Regions from separate parts of the Mus musculus genome. Here region 1 is linked to region 2. Evidence: chromatin contacts called from public Hi-C data. All regions are on one chromosome and are shown on one strand. The core of a region is the stretch at or near the end of the contact, and the rest is flanking DNA. Distances in the headings are between cores, read along the strand shown.

The links. A called contact is a pair of places that touch in the nucleus more often than the background predicts.
Region 1: a Hi-C map of muscle stem cells shows a contact between it and region 2, with 1.9 times the contacts expected there. The contact joins two enhancer-like sites. A contact is called at or near these places in 1 of 15 datasets of contacts at CTCF or cohesin (the NIH/3T3 cell line), 4 of 484 Hi-C or Micro-C datasets (embryonic stem cells, muscle stem cells, nephron progenitors and 1 more) and 1 of 9 other capture datasets (embryonic stem cells).

The regions. Positions count from the first base shown.
Region 1 is chr19:58,421,327-58,425,859 of GRCm38.p6, forward strand. All of the region lies in intron 4 of Gfra1 (glial cell line derived neurotrophic factor family receptor alpha 1), which reads right to left. Among named protein-coding and RNA genes, the nearest start is that of Gfra1, 32 kb to the right of the region's middle. Within about 2 kb of position 1,690, at least 3 of the 459 cell types and tissues checked have an H3K27ac peak or open chromatin away from gene starts, as enhancers often do. A contact at or near this core is called in muscle stem cells, where this site is marked.
Region 2 is chr19:58,314,829-58,319,476 of GRCm38.p6, forward strand. All of the region lies in intron 5 of Gfra1 (glial cell line derived neurotrophic factor family receptor alpha 1), which reads right to left. Among named protein-coding and RNA genes, the nearest start is that of Gm10007, 21 kb to the left of the region's middle. Within about 2 kb of position 2,848, at least 8 of the 459 cell types and tissues checked have an H3K27ac peak or open chromatin away from gene starts, as enhancers often do. A contact at or near this core is called in muscle stem cells, where this site is marked.

The DNA.
Region 1 (4,533 bases), core at 440-2,939, 110 kb after region 2:
ACGCTGGCAGTGCCCTGTCTAAAGGTCTTTGGGGAAAATAAATAATGGGAATTTTGTTATTGATCTCATGCAGAGGCAGTGGATCTAATGAGTTATTGTTATTTTACCCAGAGCAAATATTATGAGGTCCAAAATAATAACATTCAATTAAAGAAAGCTAGCCTGATAGGATAGAAGATAAAAACGAAATGCAACAATGAATTCCTTTCAGGACTTTCTAAATGCTAATTTAGCTTGTCATACATTTAGAATGAAATTCTTTGCAAAATGTAGTTTCCCAAGCCACCATAATAATTAAAGTGATTATTTATCTTGAGATAGACAAGTATCATCCCCAACAAAAGGAGGTTGCTGCTCTTCATTAAAAGATAATTTATACTTCAGATTCATTTTTTAAGTGTAGCAATAACAACAGAAGCCTTAAGCTGATAGCAAGTCCCCCAGGATTTACCAAACTTTTTGAAGAGTTCACTCCGAGCAAATGTATGAACGTTTTTGAATGTGTTACACAATAGAGCCCTGTTTGATATCTCCCCAGTGCAGCGGTTGAGGGTCTCTGGATAGTAAGGTCACTATGTGGTCTGCAGAGTTTAGTGGGGCCCAAAGAACTGTAGCCTTCATAGATGGATAGAAAAGAGCAACAAGCAAGTGGCCTTGCCGTTTCCCACGGAGTGATATAAAACATGGGGAGGATCTGTCTGCTTGTGTTCTGTTTCTGTCTGTCCATCAGGCCACCAAGAAAATCTAAGCGACTGAGTTTCTCAAAGCAGCTGGTTTACTCTTAAGTCTCCAGAACAAAACCCTTACTGTTTCCCCCCCTCCCCCGACACCGACCTGAGGTGCTTGCCTCTTGTGCCCACCGTGGTGAGAGAGCTGCCCCACTGCTCCCCACTGTTCCCATGCCCACATCACACGGAGTTCCCCGTCTTCACCCTTCCTGACGCCCGGAGTGCCTAGCCCTCTCACACAGGGAAAACGAAGACAGGAGCATTGGCAGCAATGAATATTGTCTTTCCCAGACCACCACAAAAACATGCCTACAAAGAGGCGTTTTCTAGGGATGATGATCTCCCCGGAGACTTCAATTCCCACCAGGTTCCCGAGACCAAGCGCCGTGAAGAGCAAATGAGGGCTAGAGAGATGACTCCATCAGCGGGTAAAGTGCTTGCACCACATAAAAGCTGTGGAGGTTCTTTACCCAGTATAGACAAAATGCAAGCTCTGGGTTCAGTGAGAGACGCTGTCTCAAAAAAGTAAAGTGGAAAAAGGTAGAGAAAGATAACAGAAGTTGACCTGGACACACACATACAGGCAAGTGCATGCACAAACACTTGTGTATACATGCATGCATGCATGAACGAGAACACACACGTACACACACACACACGCACACATGCACACACACCAAGTGAATCCTTTAGACCTCTTGTCCTTTAGGGTCAAGTGACCGTCCAAAGATGGCGGAGCAGTGATCTAGAAGCTGAATCTATTGTCATCAGCCATGTGCTAAGAGCCTTAACGAACACAATGAAAACAGCCACTCCTCACAAACAAGACCTTGCTTAAGGCCCACTCATTTTTCTTTCCCAGAGTGGATGGTTTAAAATTTCACAACTCAGGAGATGTCTAAAGTATGTGGCTTTGCAAAACAATACTCTTGTGGATTGGAGTGACCACAGCCTCTGTCAGAAGAATCCAAAGCACTCCTAAGACCAACAACAGGGGTATGAAAACCAATGTGTACCTTTCCAAGAACCTGTCACCAAGAGGTTCACGGTCCCCAGGCGTCATCCAACTATCTTGTGAGCATTTCAAATTGCCTGGAAGAGACCAGGGAAAACAGAGGGGCCCTGCAGAACAGAAACCTGTCACAACAAACCTCAGCTGTGCAATTTCAGGGTTTCACTGTGATGGGAAAACACAAGACCTCGCAAGCCTCCAGCTGAGGGTCCCCGCATGACTCTCTGGACCACATCTGTATCTTCAGCTGATCCAAGTGGCAGCTCAATGGATAGTAATACTCAACACCCCATGATGCAGATGAGTTTGGGAATGGAATTAGACTGTGTTGGCTGAGGTTCCACTTTGGCTCTGAATAGAGGTTCATCAGAAACAGGTACCATCTGGAATTGATGGGACAGTCAAATTGGATATGTCTCTACACATGGAACTATTCGCCATGCTCTCCGTGATTAGAGAGCACAGGAGGGGACTGTGGCTGTTGCTAAGGGCTGGATTGATTAGCACTGGCTAGATGCATGTTCTGCTCATTCTAGAGACTAGCTAGAAACACCATTCAATCCATATAGAAGTCTCTTCAACACTAAGAACGAAAGGATTATCTTGCTGACCAGCTATGCTTACTGGAAGATAGTGCAGAAGAGCCAAGGATCCAAAATATGAGCCAAATCACCAACTCCCAATCAAGAGATGATTAATAATCCCAGGAGCCAGGGCAGAGGCTCAGTCAGCAAAGTACAAGCCAAACAAGCTTGACGACCTGAGTTTGATTCCCAGCACACCCATTTTTAAAAGGCAGGTGGTGTGCATCTCTAATCCCAGCCCTGGGGAGATGAAGACAGGCAGGTCTCTACAGCTCACTGGCCAGCCAAGCTAGCCAGATCAGTGAACTCCAGACTCACCAAGAGACGCTATCTCAAACATCAAAGACAAAACTTGATGTTGACCTCCAGCCTTCACAGCCTATCACACACACAGACACACACACACAGACACACACACACAGACACACACACACACACAGACACACAGACACACACACACACACACACACACATACACAGTTATGATCTTGAAAAAAATGGTTATTTTCAAGAGAGAATTTTGTAAAGTTGTCAGTCACAGGACAGCTGTGTTTACACACTGAATAGAATGGAAAACTCATGCAATTACCCAGATGATTTTCATCAAAACATCCCTGTAACTGAAATATCCAGAACACTGAAGATATCAAATGGAAGATTCTTACACTTGGGGCTTGAGTTCCCAGATAATTGCTCCGACTCTCCAGTCTTGTTTGGGCCTAACCCAGCCTGTGCACTGGCAACTGGAACCATTTGCAGATGCTCATGTTTAGGGACGTGATTGTCTATGGTGACAGGCACACGCAGATGTTGCCTGGTGTGGATGAGGTTCAGGCTTAAGTTTTAGAAGCTTATTTTGAAGATGTTAACTGTACACAGCTCATTTCTTTCCAACTCAAGCCCCTATAAAAAGTCACTTAGGCAAGTAATGTCAATTGTCCCAAACTAATCAAATCAAGTAAAATGTTTCATTAATGGTGCCCTGATTTGATTTTGGAAGACAGCATCTGAAAGTAGCGTTTTTAATAATTAAAAATGAACCCCTTTGTAAACTGCCTTCAATTTGATTCAGAAGCCACATTTGTATAAAAATCTTCCCTTCTTTTGATTGTGCACCATTATATTTATTATATTAGCTTGTCCTCTGATAGCACACTTGTGTGTGTGTGGGGGGGGGGGGGTCATTGAACAACTTTGTGGGGTTAGTTCTCTTCTTCTACCATGTGGCTTCCAGGGATCAAACTCACGTCACCAGGCTTTCAGCAAGCCCGGCTGCACCATGTCAGCAGGCCCACTGTATCCCTTTAAAATATACACTATGGTGCCTCAGAAACAGTAGGCGGTTACTGCAGTCAACTCATATTCACATAGTAGGTACTCACATTCACATAGTAGGTACTCACATCTACATAGTAGGTACTCACATCCACACAGTAGGTGGTTACTGCAGTCAACTCACACCCACACAGTAGATGGTTACTGTAGTTAACTCACATCCACATAGTAGGTACTCACATCCTCATAGTAGGAGGTTTCTGCAGTCAGACGGGTTAACTTACTCATGTCATGTTTTCTTAAGTCCACCAGAAAAATGACTTCCCTTCTCAATAACTTCCTTTCACTTTTATTTTTATTGATTTTCTTTACCTTCCCCCAATTAAACTTCCTGTGATTTCTTATGCAACATCTGAAGTCCTACTACACGCATGCTTCCCACAGCTCTGATATAGCTGACTTTGGAATATATTCTCCAGCTACAGAATCTGCTCAAATGTACAGCACAAAGGGGAAGCACAGAATGCCATTACCTCAAACCCGGCCCCAAAGTATGAACTCATTTTAATTAAAGATATTTGATATGAGCTCCCATGCTGAAAGAAACGGGTGGGGGAGGGGGCACAGAAAAAGACCTATCTTTTGCAAAGAAATTAAAAATCGCACGAAGAATTCAATAACCCAGGCAGGTTTCTGGAAATCTATGCATGGCAGACAAAAACGGTAAAAATGCGATGCATCTCATTTTGGTCAGAATGGTAACCTAAAATGATACAGGTATACAAATATCAACTAAACCAAAAATAAACAAGTAAATAAATATAAATAAATAAATATAATCTGAGCAAATAATAAATGTTACATAATTAATAACCAAAAAATTAGAAACCAACAAAAAATAACTAGGGACTGGGACATACAGTAATTTGCAACC
Region 2 (4,648 bases), core at 1,598-4,097:
AGGAGCCGCATGAATAATAATGGCAATGCTTTGTATTTAAAGGGCTCTGTGTTCACAAAAGGCCAGTATAGCCAGGAACTGTGGTCAGGACAGAAGGAGCCAGTTGGTGGGGAAAACATTTGCAATAGTGTGGCTACATTCCAGAAGATGCTGGCGGAGAAGGAATGGCCCTTAGTGAGTCAGATAGGTGGATTGATTCTGAATTCTATGTCTATCTTTTGTTTAATATACACTGGGGGGGGGGGCGGAGTGCAAAGGAGAGCTTGTGAGCTGGCACAACTGGGACTTCCTGTGTGTTCGCATGTGTGTAGACTTACATGGATGTGTGTGCTGGTGCTGTGACAGCCTGAGGTTGACCTCAAGTGTCTTTCTCATCACCCTCCACACCTTGAGGCAGGGTCTCCAGCTGAACCTAGAGCTCACTGGTTATGCTAGTCTAGCCAGTAAGCTGAATCCCCTGACTCCAGTCCCCTCGAAGTGCAATCACAGTGGGTGGGCAGGCCCCCCATCTTTCATGTGTGTTTTAAGATCTCAACTTTGGTCCTCATGCTTGTGTGCCACCTCCCTAGTTGCAAAGTCGGTCTTTTAAGACAGTGTTTCCCTGTAGTCAAGGGGTTTCCTTCCTGTCTAGCTAGATGAGTGAGATTTTGTTTAGTCACGGGCTTTATGGTGTCCTCCTATTTGCAGTAAATAATACACTTTCTCTTTTGTATAAACAGATTTTAGTGTCCAACCATTCTTTCCAGGAGTTATCAAATCTGGCTACGCTCTAAGATCTTATATTTTACACAGCTCCCATGACTCTGACAGGCACATCTGGGAGCTGGAAGACCTTCCATGGCATCAGCCTTTCCTATGGTCTTCCGCCTCCACAGTCACTTATCTCCATAGCAAACCTGGCTTTCTGTGTGCTCTGGACACACTTTCAGATTGTGGACCCTATCAGGTGCTTTCTGATGCATCAGCCCTTCATCGATCTCCCCAGGAAGATCCAATTGACAGTCTTTATCCATGTCTCCAGTCAAGGTAGACCAGATGACTGCAGTGTGCAGGTGACAGTTGTCTTTATCTACAGTTCAGTCGTGGTAGACCAGATGACTGCAGTGTGCAGGTGACAGTCTTTATCCACAGTTCAGTCGTGGTAGACCAGATGACTGCAGTGTGCAGGTGACAGTCGTCTTTATCCACAGTTCAGTCAAGATAGACCAGATGACTGCAGTGTGCAGGTGACAGTCTTTATCCATGTCTCCAGTCAAGGTAGACTGCAGTGTGCAGGTGACAGTCTTTATCCATGTCTCCAGTCAAGGTAGACCAGATGACTGCAGTGTGCAGGTGACAGTCATCTTTATCCACAGTTCAGTTGTGGTAGACCAGATGACTACAGTGTGCATACCTTCAAGGTGGCTTAAGGTGAAGCACATTAGCAGGACAACCCTCTCTCCCATGTTTTCGGAAACCCACCCCTCCTCCGAGCTGTAGAAGCAGAACACAGCAGAATGGGCAGGATTGTGTGTGATAAGCGTGGCTCGGTGAACACTGAGTTTTATTTAATGGGCTGATGAGAAGTCTTCCTGCTCTTCCTGATCCCCTTCCACTCTCTGGCTCTAAATTGCAAATGAATACATTCACACCTGTACCCTCTGATCCTTGTTAGATCCCTATTTGAAAGACCATACCGGTTAGCTCAAAGACTGTTCAAAGCCAGGTGTTTTTATTTGAAGAATTCCTCAGTCAGGACCTCCAGTACATCTTGATCACTTTAAGGTTCAGCTCCTTCTCCCAGGGGGATTTTCAGAGTAAATGCAATTCTAGCCTCGTGGTGCTGGGCACCAAGCCACTTCCAGGAAGGGAAGTTCTCCCCCTCCTATTCCCCTCCCCTCGCCTGGCACCTGTCCATGAAATGCTGTTCGCCTGTTGAGGCAGATGGGTGCCACAGCTTCTGCTGCTTCTACAATGGAGCTTCCCATAGTTTCTCAACACCAGAATGTTAACTTTTATATTCCCGATGACATGGAAATTATATAAATTAAAAATCAAGGGTTCATTGAGAACTATGTCAACACCCAGAACTCCTTTGTCCATTAGGATATTTTTTGAGTTTAAAAAAAAAAAAAAAAAAAAAAAAAAAACTACAGCTGAAGCCAAAAAAAAAAAAAAAAAGCATGTGCTCTACTGAAAATCCCTCCAAGCGTCCAAGTGAGCTTTTTCTAACAGAGAAAAGGTAGCACAGCAGCTGGTTTTTGTGAGCGATGTCCACATGAATGGTTCCATTTAACTCTGGGCTGAAGCTAATGTGAGAGTCGAGGTCAGGATGGTTCCATCAGCTTTATGCCTGGAGAGATCAGAGTGACCTTCAAGGCAAGTGCTCTGGATCGGGCCAACCGCTAATGCTGCACCCAGCACCCCAGGACTTGCCAGAGGTACAGGGTCACCCTTTGGTGAGGGCACTTTTCCTGCACAGGAAAAGCAAAAACTGCCCATCTCAGCACAGCCAGCCACACTGCCCTCCTGTGTAGAAGGCACTGAGGGCTGAAAAGCTGAAGTGGAGGTTTACCCTTCAGGATGTCCTGGATCCCTGTCTCAGTGTGGGGGTGGGGAGAGATTTTGTTTTCAGAAACAGGAAGAATCATAGGAGTCTCATCTCTGGGACTGCATTCCTACCAAATCACTGCCCGACATGGGTACTAACGAGCCTTCTGCCCTTTGGCCTTAGGAAATGAGAACTGAGTATCTCCCAAGAATCTGCCGAGATGTCTGTCTAGAGCTGCCAGCAAAGATCGGACAGTGTCTTTCTCCCCAGGGGCAGCAGCTAATGAGCCTACCCAAGAGCACTGGTTAGATGTTACAGTGTGAACCACAGCTGGACGTGGCACCTGGTCTAGGGACACAGAGCTCCAAGTCGGGGCATGTGACTTGTGAAGGTAGAGGACATTTTTGTGAGCCAGGGTGTGCCTTCTTAGAAGTTCTTGGGTGGGAAGAAAACGGAAGCCAAGTTGGCTTTTTGGTGGGAAATTATGATCTCTCCTAGTTTTAGCTGGTTTATGGTATGAGAGACATCACGCTATCAATGTCAGATTTAAGAGTTATTAGTTTTAATTTTTTTAGAGTCTGTCCTTAGAGCTTCACACGAGTCTGGAAGGATTTCAATCTACCCAGTGTTGTCAACAGGACCACACTTGGAGGTGGCTGGAGACTAGAGTGTGGTTGAGGTTCAGAGTTCAGAGGCAGGGATCTGAGAAAACTGAAGATGAAATGTGACTCTGGGGAAGGTAGGTCAAGGGCCAGAGAGGCCAAGATGGCTCAGCAGGGAAAAGCACCACTAAGCGTATCCCCAGAGCCCATATAGCAGGAAGGGAATCAACTCTCAGTGGCTTGTCTTCCAATCTCCTCACAAGTACAATGACCTGTACACACACACACTCACACAGGTACACACACACTCACACACACACAGGCACACACACACACAGACACACACACTCACAGACTCATACAGGCACACACATTCACATACACTCACACAGGCACTCACACACACACCCACACAGGTAAACACTCACTCACTCACACACACACACACAGGCATACACACACACTCACACACACAGGCACACACATTCACATACACTCACACAGGCACTCACACACACACACACACAGGCACACACACAGACTCATACAGGCACACACATTCACATACACTCACACACACACACAGGTACACACTCACACACACAGGTACACACTCACACACACAGGCACACACACACACAGGCACTCACACACACACACACACTCACACAGGTACACACTCACTCACACATACACACACAGGCACACACACACACACACACAGGCACACACACAGACTCATACAGGCACACACATTCACATACACTCACACACACACACACACACAGGTACACACTCACACACACAGGCACACAGGCACACACACACACTCATACAGGCACACACATTCACTCACACACACACACAGGCACACACACACACAGGCACACACTCACACAGACACACACACACACACTCACACACACACACACAGGCACACACACACACTCACACACACACACACACTCACACACACACACACACAGGCACACACACACAGGCACACACACACACACACAGGCACACACACACACTCACACACACACACACACAGGCACACACACACACTCACACACACACTCACACACACACACAGGCACACACTCACACACACAGGCACACACTCACACACACACTCACACACACACACACAGGCACACACACACAGGCACACACACACACACACAGGCACACACACACACTCACACACACAGGCACACACTCACACACACACACACACACACACACACACACACACACAATGTGTGTAACTTAAAAGAAAAGAAAAGTCAAACAGCAAGACAAAGTTCCAGAAATATAAGCCAAACTCTGAAATCAATCACTGATTTCACTGTGATATCGGCATATTAAGATGGGAATAAAGAGACGGGAGGTCTCTCACTCTTTGTTTACTTAGATAAGAGATCTCCTCTGTGTAGTGAGCACTTCTCTAAAATGCAAATAATTCATCAGTCCTTTTGTGAGAGGTGAGAAAGGAAACTTCAAATGTGATTGG